Linked DNA regions of Mus musculus: region 1 is linked to region 2. Evidence: chromatin contacts called from public promoter capture Hi-C data. All regions are on one chromosome and are shown on one strand. The core of a region is the stretch at or near the end of the contact, and the rest is flanking DNA. Distances in the headings are between cores, read along the strand shown.

Evidence for each region. Promoter capture Hi-C pulls out the DNA fragments that hold promoters and counts their contacts.
Region 1: a contact with region 2 is called in a promoter capture Hi-C map of pre-B cells. The contact joins the promoter of 1500009C09Rik here to the promoter of Rangap1 in region 2. A contact is called at or near these places in 2 of 39 promoter capture datasets (liver and pre-B cells) and 1 of 484 Hi-C or Micro-C datasets (CD8 T cells).

The regions. Positions count from the first base shown.
Region 1 is chr15:82,250,509-82,254,997 of GRCm38.p6, reverse strand. 1500009C09Rik (RIKEN cDNA 1500009C09 gene) reads right to left here and starts at 2,526. Exons shown (of 2, transcript NR_037697.2): 1 at 2,250-2,526.
Region 2 is chr15:81,728,333-81,733,064 of GRCm38.p6, reverse strand. It overlaps Rangap1 (RAN GTPase activating protein 1), which reads left to right and starts at 3,146. Exons shown (of 16, transcript NM_001146174.1): 1 at 3,146-3,353.

The DNA.
Region 1 (4,489 bases), core at 1,277-3,776, 520 kb before region 2:
CACCATGTGGGTTCCAGGAAATGAACTGAGGTTATTAGGTTTCAGACAGCAGTACCCTGACCAGCTCATTGGACCAATTGATGCTAGGGACGGAACCCACCACCTCACACTCACTAAGTGTGGGCTCTGCATCACCACACCTGGCTTATGTAGCAGCTTCCTTTCAGTGATGCGATTTTGAAAACTTCACTATGTAGCTCTGCCCATCCCAGAACTCACTATGTAGCCCATACTGGCCTTGATCTACCTGCCTCTCTCTGTCTCTCAAGAGCTGGGTGATTGGTTTTTTTTTTCTCCGCCGGTGAACTGAGCCAATTCAAGCCAGATTAGAATATATTAAAGGCATGTTTGTTGGGAAGCTGCTCTCAGGCAAGTTCACTGGCCCCAAAGACTGAGGCCAGGGAAGTCACCATGGGGAAAGCAGAGGGGCAGTGGGGAGGGAGAGAGAGGAGGAGTGCCAGAAATTCCAACGTACCCAGATTACATAGGAAAGAGCCTCTGCTGGTGGGAGGGTGGGGGGGAAGCAGCCCAGCTGCTAAGCTGGAAAGTTCAGGATTGGGGGCAAGGTATGCCAGATGGGGACTGAGGGATGCTGGGAGAATCTGGAGGCCAGGTCTGCTTTGATATGTAAAATATGCACCCAGTCCCTTGTCCTTGCAGAGCCAAATGCTGACATTAAAGGCTTGCCCAGTGTGTATAGTAGCTTCATGTGTGTCAATGGTGTCTCAAAAAATCTGTAACATGTATGATAAATAGTCTGTAGGTATCATTTTAGCTGCTAATTCTTTTAGTCATAGGAAAACTTCATGGAGACCTCAATGTGTAACGATAGTTAAAGCCAGAGGGGGCTTCTATTAAGAGGTGAGATCTCTGGACCACAACACTCAAATTCCCCATCTTTCATAGACAGCCCACCAAAGCCTCATAGAAGCCAATCTTTTTTGTGTTTTGGTTTTTGTTTGTTTGTTTTTCGAGACAGGGTTTCTCTGTGTAGCCCTGGCTGTCCTGGAACTCACTCTGTAGACCAAGCTGACCTCGAACTCAGAAATCCGCCTGCCTCTTCCTCCCAGGTTCTGGGATTAAAGGCATGCGCCACCACTGCCCAACCATAGAAGCCAAAAATGGTAGCTGGGTAGTGGTGACGCACACATTTAATCCCAATGCATGGGAGGCAGAGGCAAGCGGGTCTCTGTGAGTTCGAGGCTAGCCTGGTCTACAGAGCTAGTTACAAGGCAGCCAAGGCTACCTACATAAAGAAACCCTGTCTCAAAAAAAAAAAAAAAAAAAAAAAAAAAAGGAAGAAAAAAAGTTGACTCAGAAGTCTTTTGAAAGTATTCATAAGATGAACCTTGAGGCCTCAAGGTTTGGCTCTGCAAGGACAAGGGACTGGGTGCATATTTTACATATCAAAGCAGACCTGGCCTCCAGATTCTCCCAGCATCCCTCAGTCCCCATCTGGCATACCTTGCCCCCAATCCTGAACTTTCCAGCTTAGCAGCTGGGCTGCTTCCCCCCCACCCTCCCACCAGCAGAGGCTCTTTCCTATGTAATCTGGGTACGTTGGAATTTCTGGCACTCCTCCTCTCTCTCCCTCCCCACTGCCCCTCTGCTTTCCCCATGGTGACTTCCCTGGCCTCAGTCTTTGGGGCCAGTGAACTTGCCTGAGAGCAGCTTCCCAACAAACATGCCTTTAATATATTCTAGCCTAGCCTCTTGCAGTCCGGATCCTGCCTCACAGTATAGCACCTATACATCCTCTATACCGCTGGCACCAATGACAAGCACCAACTGTCCTGCATGTGGGGTCCCAGGGGACATTGAATGCATGTTTATCTGTCACCCTCCCCTGTGGCTCCCTGGCTGCTTCCCTCATGACTCTCCACCTCAGCTGCTGTTTTGCTGATGATTGCATGAAGTTGATGATACCCCTGAGACCTGAGCCCCCCCATGCCCCCACTAGGCCTGCTTGCCAAGGCATCTGTTGATCCACTGGGTCTCAGTCTAGAACCTGCTAGAAAGCCCAGACCAAAGTCCAAAGTCTTTTCATGGCCTATGACTCTAAAAGAACCAAGGCATCTGTTGATCCACTGGGTCTCAGTCTAGAACCTGCTAGAAAGCCCAGACCAAAGTCCAAAGTCTTTTCATGGCCTATGACTCTAAAAGAACATCACTTGGCCCCCTCATCTCTTCCCCTCTCCCTCCCTCCACGTGCTCCAGACTCAGCAGTGCTCACTCTCAAAGGTGCTCACCACCGGGGCTCTCTGCATCTGTCATCCATCACTGCGGGGAGGGAGGGTGTGTCTCTGCATCTCAAGTCTCTCTGTGAAGCTTTTATCGTCCATTGGTTCCTCCCTCGGAGAGGCAGAAATGGGTCCCAGTATCTTCCCAGAGAAGCCTCCCTTGGCTCAAAGCAGCTTCTCTCCATCCATCACTCCCTCACCTACTCTATTTCTATCTTCACAGTACCTACATAATGTCTGATCTTCAGGGAACCTCTTGAGACACCGTGCATTAGACTCAAAGTGTGGGGACAGCAGCTCCGGAAAGCTATTTAGTTCCTTCTCTCTCTACGTGGGACAAGCTTAGTATACAGTGACGTTTGGACTGGTTAAGGGGTGTGACCTTGGCTCTCTCAGATACCACGATAAGCACAATGACATCACCCTTGTCTCCTCCCATTGCAGGCCTGACATAATGTCTGGTGTTTCTATCTGTATTCCCAAGCTCAGGCATTCAATCTGATATTTATGAATGATTGACTAGTGAGAATGAATGGATGGATGGATGTAAAGTAGTTCTTTCATTCAACAAGTATTTATTAGCAACTGCAATGCGCCACTTTTAGAGTGAGTGACAAAGTCCCTGAGCTCCTGTGTCTTTGTTGGACAGACAGACAATGGACAAGTAATTAAATTGTTAAGGAAACAATCTAGAGCTAGGGATGGAGGTGCATATCCTTAATCCCTGTACTTGGGAGGCAGAGGCAAGCAGATCTCTGTGAGTTCAAGTCCAGCCTGGTCTACATAGAGAGTTCTAGAACAACTGGGGATACATAGTGATACCCTGTATTGAAAAGCCAAAACCCAAACAAAACAAAAAGCAATATAGGGGGTGGAGAGACGGCTCAGTGGTTAAGAGCTCTTGCTTATTTTGCAAAGGACCCAGTTTCCATCCCCAGCACCTACAACACCACATACAACCAGCTATATCTCCAGTTCCATGGGAGTCTGGTTCCCTCTTCTGGCCAGCATAGGTATTGCATACATGCGGTACACTTAAAGGAAAACATTTTTTAAAACAAAATAAATTTTAAAAAAGATAAAAACATGAGAGAGAGAGAGAGAGAGAGAGAGAGAGAGAGAGAGAGCGAGCAACCTGTTATATACCCTGAACATTTCAGGATGTCTCTTGCTGGGTAGACCAAGAAAGCAAGATCCCAACAGCTCTGTACCCAGGCGTTTGCTCAGAGTTGCTTCTGCAGAAAAGGGATAAGGTCACATCGACTCCTGCGCAAAGGACAGACGTTGTTTACCAGCTGAGATAAAGCTGCCTATACTAGGAGGCCAGATAGTGGTGGCGCACGCTTTTAATTCCAAGACTCTGGAGGCAGAGGCAGGCAGATCTCCAAGCTTGAGGCCAGCCTGGTCTACAAACTGAGTTCTAGGATAGCTAGGGCTACACAGAGAAACCCTGTCTGAGGAGAGAACACAAAACAAAATAAAAACAAACAAAAACTATCCACTAGCCGCATGTGATGGTTTATATATGCTTGGTCCAGGGAGTGGCATTATTTGGAGGTGTGGCCTTGTTGGAGTGGGTGTGGCCTTGTTGGAGTGGGTGTGGCCTTGTTGGAGTGGGTGTGGCCTTGTTGGAATAGGCATGTCACTGTGGGAGTGGGCTTTAGTACCCTCCTTCTAGCAGCCTGGAGGTCAGTCTTCCACTAGCCGACTTCAGATGAAGACGTAGAACTCTCAGCTCTGTGCGAACCAGGCCTGCCTGGGACACTGCCATGCTCCCGCCTTGATAATGGGCTGAACCTCTGAACCTGTAAGCCAGACCCAATTAAATGTTTTCCTTATATGTTGCTTTGGCCATGGTGTCTGTTCACAGCAGTAAAACCCCAACTAAGCCACTGCACAACATTCACAATGAGCCATTGTGGAGTTCCCCAGACATGGGAGCGTATCACTAGCTACTACTTTTAATTTGATTTTATTTTAGAGACAAGGTCTCATTGTCCCAGGCTGTCCTCAAACTCACTATGTAGCTGAGGATTACATTGACCCTCTGACCCTCCTGCCTCTACTGTCCCACTGCTGGGATCATAGGTGTGTGGCCCACACTCTGTTTTTGTCATTCTGGGGACCAGACCCAGAGCTTTGCATGTCTGAGGCAAGCACCCTGCCAACTGAGTCACATCGCCAGCTCAGACCGTTTCCGTAAAGTAAATAAAACTGTGTGTCCTTTACCTCTTCCTGGAAGCTCTCGT
Region 2 (4,732 bases), core at 1,897-4,396:
AAAAGCAACTGCAATAAGCCCCTGTCTCAAGTAAATAAATAGACCACAGACTAGACATTATGGGGCACTTCTGTAATTTTAATATTTAAGAGCAAAGGGCAGAGGATCAGGAGTTCGAACTCATCCTTGAATTTAGATTCTCAAATGTGAGAGTGAGAAAAAAGAAAGAAAGAACGTCATAGGCCATTGAGATAAGTCACTGGGAAAAGCTGCCAGATGCCAAGCCTGAAGCGCGCATGCATACACACACACACACACACACACACATACATACACACACACACAAAATAAATGTAAAAAGTTTTCCTCACTGGAAGTAGTGGTAGTGGAGGAGGGCTGGAGAGATGGCTGAGTGCTGAAGAACACTGGATGCTCCTCCAGAGAACCTGGTTTCGATTTCCAGCACCCACCTGGTGGTTTGAGCCTGTCTATAACTCTATTTCCAGAGGATTTGACATCCTCTGGTTTCCATGGGCACAAGGTACAAGAAACACACAGATGTACATGAAAGCAGTACACTAATAGACATAAAATAATACAATTTAATTTTTTTGAAGAGGCTGAATATAGCATTCAGCATGTAGAACTTGCTCCTCTTCCAGAGGGACCAGGGTTCAATTCCCTGTGCCCGTGTGGCAGCTCACATCAAGTGTGCACCACACATACATAGTGGACAGATATCCGTGCAGCCAAAACACCCGTACACATGAAATAACAATCCTTGTAAAAGAGAGGAGCGTGACTTCACACACAAGATCAGCTAGTGACAGACAGACGACCGTAACACAGTCAATAAAGGAAGGCATTAATCACCGCTTCAGTTCTCAAGGTATTGCAGTGTGTTCATCCCCGCACTTGGGAGGCTAAGTCAAGAGATCTTAAGTTCTAGGACAGCTTGGGCTATGTTTAAGACTGATCTTGTCTAAAAGTAAACAATGTGCAAACCTTCCATAAAACAAACAAACAAACTTCATGCATACTGGAGAGACAGCGCTGACATTAAGAGCACATGCTGCTCTTGGAGAGGACCTGAAGCAATTATAACTAACATTTTCTTTATATAACGGTCAAAAAAGTTACCCTGGTGGTGGTGGTGGTGCACACTTTTAATCCCAGCACTCAGGAGGCAAACGCAGGTGGATATCCAAGTTCTAGGCCAGCGTGGACTACAGAGCAAGTTCTTGAACAGCCAGGGATACGTGGGGAAAACCTATTTTCAAGTATTATCGATTGGGGGCTGGAGAGAAAGAAAAAGTATAAGCCAGGCAGTGGTGGTGCACACCTTTAATCCCAGCACTTGGGAGGCAGAGGCAGACGGATTTCTGAGTTCGAGGCCAGCCTGGTCTACAAAGTGAGTTCCAGGACAACCAGGGCTATACAGAGAAACCCTGTCTCAAAAAAAAACAAAACAAAAAAAAAAACAACAAAAAAGTATATATATATTATATGTTTCTGCCTGCAAGTATGTTTGTGCCCTACATGTATGCAATGCATGCTGAGGTCAGAAGAAGGCTTTGGATCTCCTGGAACTGTAGTTCCAGACTTCTGTGAACTGCCCTGTGGGTGCTGGGACTTGAACCTGCGTCTTCTGGATGTGTGACTTACCTGCCGAGTCAACACTCCAGCCCTACTCCACACATTTAAAAAAAAATAATAATAATACTCTTTGAGGATAAGTTTTAAACATCATGTCTCTTTATCTCTAATCATTTCAGCAGTTTTCTCCAAGAAGAAAGAAAATATAGAAGAAAATACATGTCACCCCAATCTCTCATTCAACAATCAGACAGACAAGGATTCCATATAGAGTATTTTCCCACACACCCAGCATTCACTGATTTTTGCAGCATACAATGGTTGGGTGTCTGCCAAGGACATTAGAAGTACATGCCAGGAAGAGTAAAAAGACTTCTCTTACTTTATTTCACACTATCACACATACTCCACAGTACAAAAAGCAAAAAACAAAAACAAAAAAAAACCCACCTTATATTGATAGTAACACTTACTATACAGACACATTTTGCTAATTATTTTAGTATTGTCCTTTATAGCAAATCTCTGTTGCCCCGTGAAAGATGAAACCCAGGCCCGGGTATTTCACTTATTAAACATGTCTGTTTCATATTTATTTGTTTAATTTTTAGGGCTGGGGATGAACTCAAACTCAATGCATACACTTATCATTGAGCTATGCCCCAGAGCAACCGTTTTCCATAGTCTTTTTTGTTTGTTTGTTTTTTTCGAGACAGGGTTTCTCTGTATAGCCCTGGCTGTCCTGGAACTCACTTTGTAGACCAGGTTGGCCTCAAACTCAGAAATCCACCTGCCTCTGCCTCCCGAGTGCTGGGATTAAAGGCGTGGGCCACCACTGCCCGGCTTCCATAGGCTTTAAGGAGTAACATTCTTCAAATTGAATGGCACAGGAGAATTTGGAACAATACAGACCAGTTATTCTGGAAGATGGTTTTGGCTTTTGTTTCTCTCCTTTCTCTCTCTCTTTCTCTCTTTCTCCCCACCCTCCCCGGCTCTCTGTTTCTCCGTCTCTTTCTCTCTGATTTGATTAATTTTATCCATTTGAAGAATGGACAGCCATGCTGTGTCATCAGTGCGCCATGCTGTGTTCATATTGATGTTAATATGAACCAGTTGGTTAAGGCGATGCCTGGAGTTTGTCTCTATTACAAAATGACTTTCTCCATTTTTAAAAATTATCTTTGGAGTTTCCTTTCAATTTCAGGGGAATTAGAATTTGTTTTTAAAGTCATTTCTTTTAGCAAGTAGATCCCTATCAATGCTGAAGTGATCCAGTGATTCACTGTTTCGCCTTTGTCAATAAAGTTGCATGAATGAGCGCTAACCTCTACGGAAGGGTGCGGCTACTTCGCGGCATGGTCTGTCGGGATTTGTAGTCTGCGGGCGCTTCCGTCAAATACCATCCCACAGAGTACTGTAGAGAAAGAGCCAGAAGCCGAGAGGGCGGAGAGGAGGGTTGCGAAGTCCGAGCGCTCTGCATCATGGGAATTGTAGTTCATCGCGCGCGTCCCGCCATGCCAGCGCCGGAGGACAGGACTTCCTTTCCCAGTAGGCCCCGCAAGCCGGCCCGGCAAAACCCCGCTCCGGCTTGAACAAATCAAATCGAAGGAAAGAAACTGCCGGCTTTCAAAAATCCTCCTCCGCCGCCATAATCGCTGGGGATCGTGGAGCAGGTGGTGTGCACGAGCTAAACGAGGAGCCGCGGCAGCAAGGAGAGGCAAGCAGACTGGTCACTGGGCCTGGCCCCCACGCGGACTCTCAAGCAGTGACCGACGCGCGCGTTCCGTCCCCCCACGCCGCGGTGCCGCTAATTTGTGGTGAGTCGGGGCCCTCACGCTCTTCCTGTCACTTGCCTGGGCCACCAGGGTCTGGGTGGGGCGAAGCGATCGCCTTGCTTCTACCCTTTTGATCACGCTGCGCCCGGCTTTGGGGGATGGGACGCTGGGCGCCGCTGCCCCTTGTACGTTTGGGGAAACTGAGGCCTAGAGTGGCCACTAGCCACAGCTTCCTCTCGGCGGTGGCGCCTCCCGTTGCCATCCATCTCACCTGGAGGCGGTAGGAAGCCGGCTGGCGTGCCGGGTGGGGCTACGCAGTCCATCGTTGCCTACCCAGTCGGCCCACGTCCGCGCGGGAAGCCTGGCATGAGTCACTGCTGACGCTTGGCTGGGTCGATGGATGGCCGTGCACCTGAGGACGTCCCCCACGCGGCCGCCCAGGAGGAGAGGGCGTTTGTGTATTGACCGTTTGTGCCTGCTCTCTCCCAGGCCGTCTGCTGACCTTGGATAGCTCAATACCATCCCTGTTTTGCTTTGGTTAGTCATTCTTTAAAGTGAATTGGGGAGGGCTTGTGTGTGTGTCTGTGTGTCCCTTCCACCTGGAGCCCTACCTACCACCACCAGTTTTTAATCTCATTGTCCCATCGTGGAACTGTAAGAGGTGGCTGAATTCCAGATAGATTTTTACTCATCTTCGTGTTTGTTGGGTTTCTGGCCCGTGACAGCTGGCTAAGGTGCCTATTTAACCTACCAAAGCGGACATGGCCTCCAGGTTCTCCCAGAATCCCTCAGTCCCTACTTGAAGTTTCCAGTCCCGGGGCTGGGCTTGCTTCTCTCCCCTGAAGCTCTTCACTATATAATCCTGACATTTTGGTCTTCTCACTTACCCTTCCATTCCTCTGTCTGCATTTCTCTCACTTTCTGCATATGTGAGCTCGTTTTTCCTTCTCTCCCCCACCCCTCTGTCTCCCTGTTTGCAAGGCGACTTTCCTTCTTTGGGACCAGTGAACCCACTAGAGCGCTGTCCCCAATAAACCTGCCTTTATACTTTAATTTGGTTTGAACTAGCTTATTTGGTCTGAGGAGACTACCTCTCAGTGTTGTCATTCTTTGAGCCCTCGAATATCAGGCCTTATACTGGGACCCTGTTCCTGTCAAAAACAGCTTGGTGTACGCTTAGTTGCTTGAAACCTTCCAGGGACCCTCCTGGTCACTCATACTGATACAGTAATTAGAATGTCCTTTGTTATCTTTTCTCCTCTGCTCTGACCATGGCCCCTCCTGTCGCCCATGAGCCTTTGCATATTCTGCTCCCTTTGTAGGAATGCTCTTCCCTTGATTTTTGCTTGGCTCAGTCAGTGATATCTTTAGTTTCTTTACATACACCACCTTTAGTCATTCTATTGTAAACCCTACCCTCT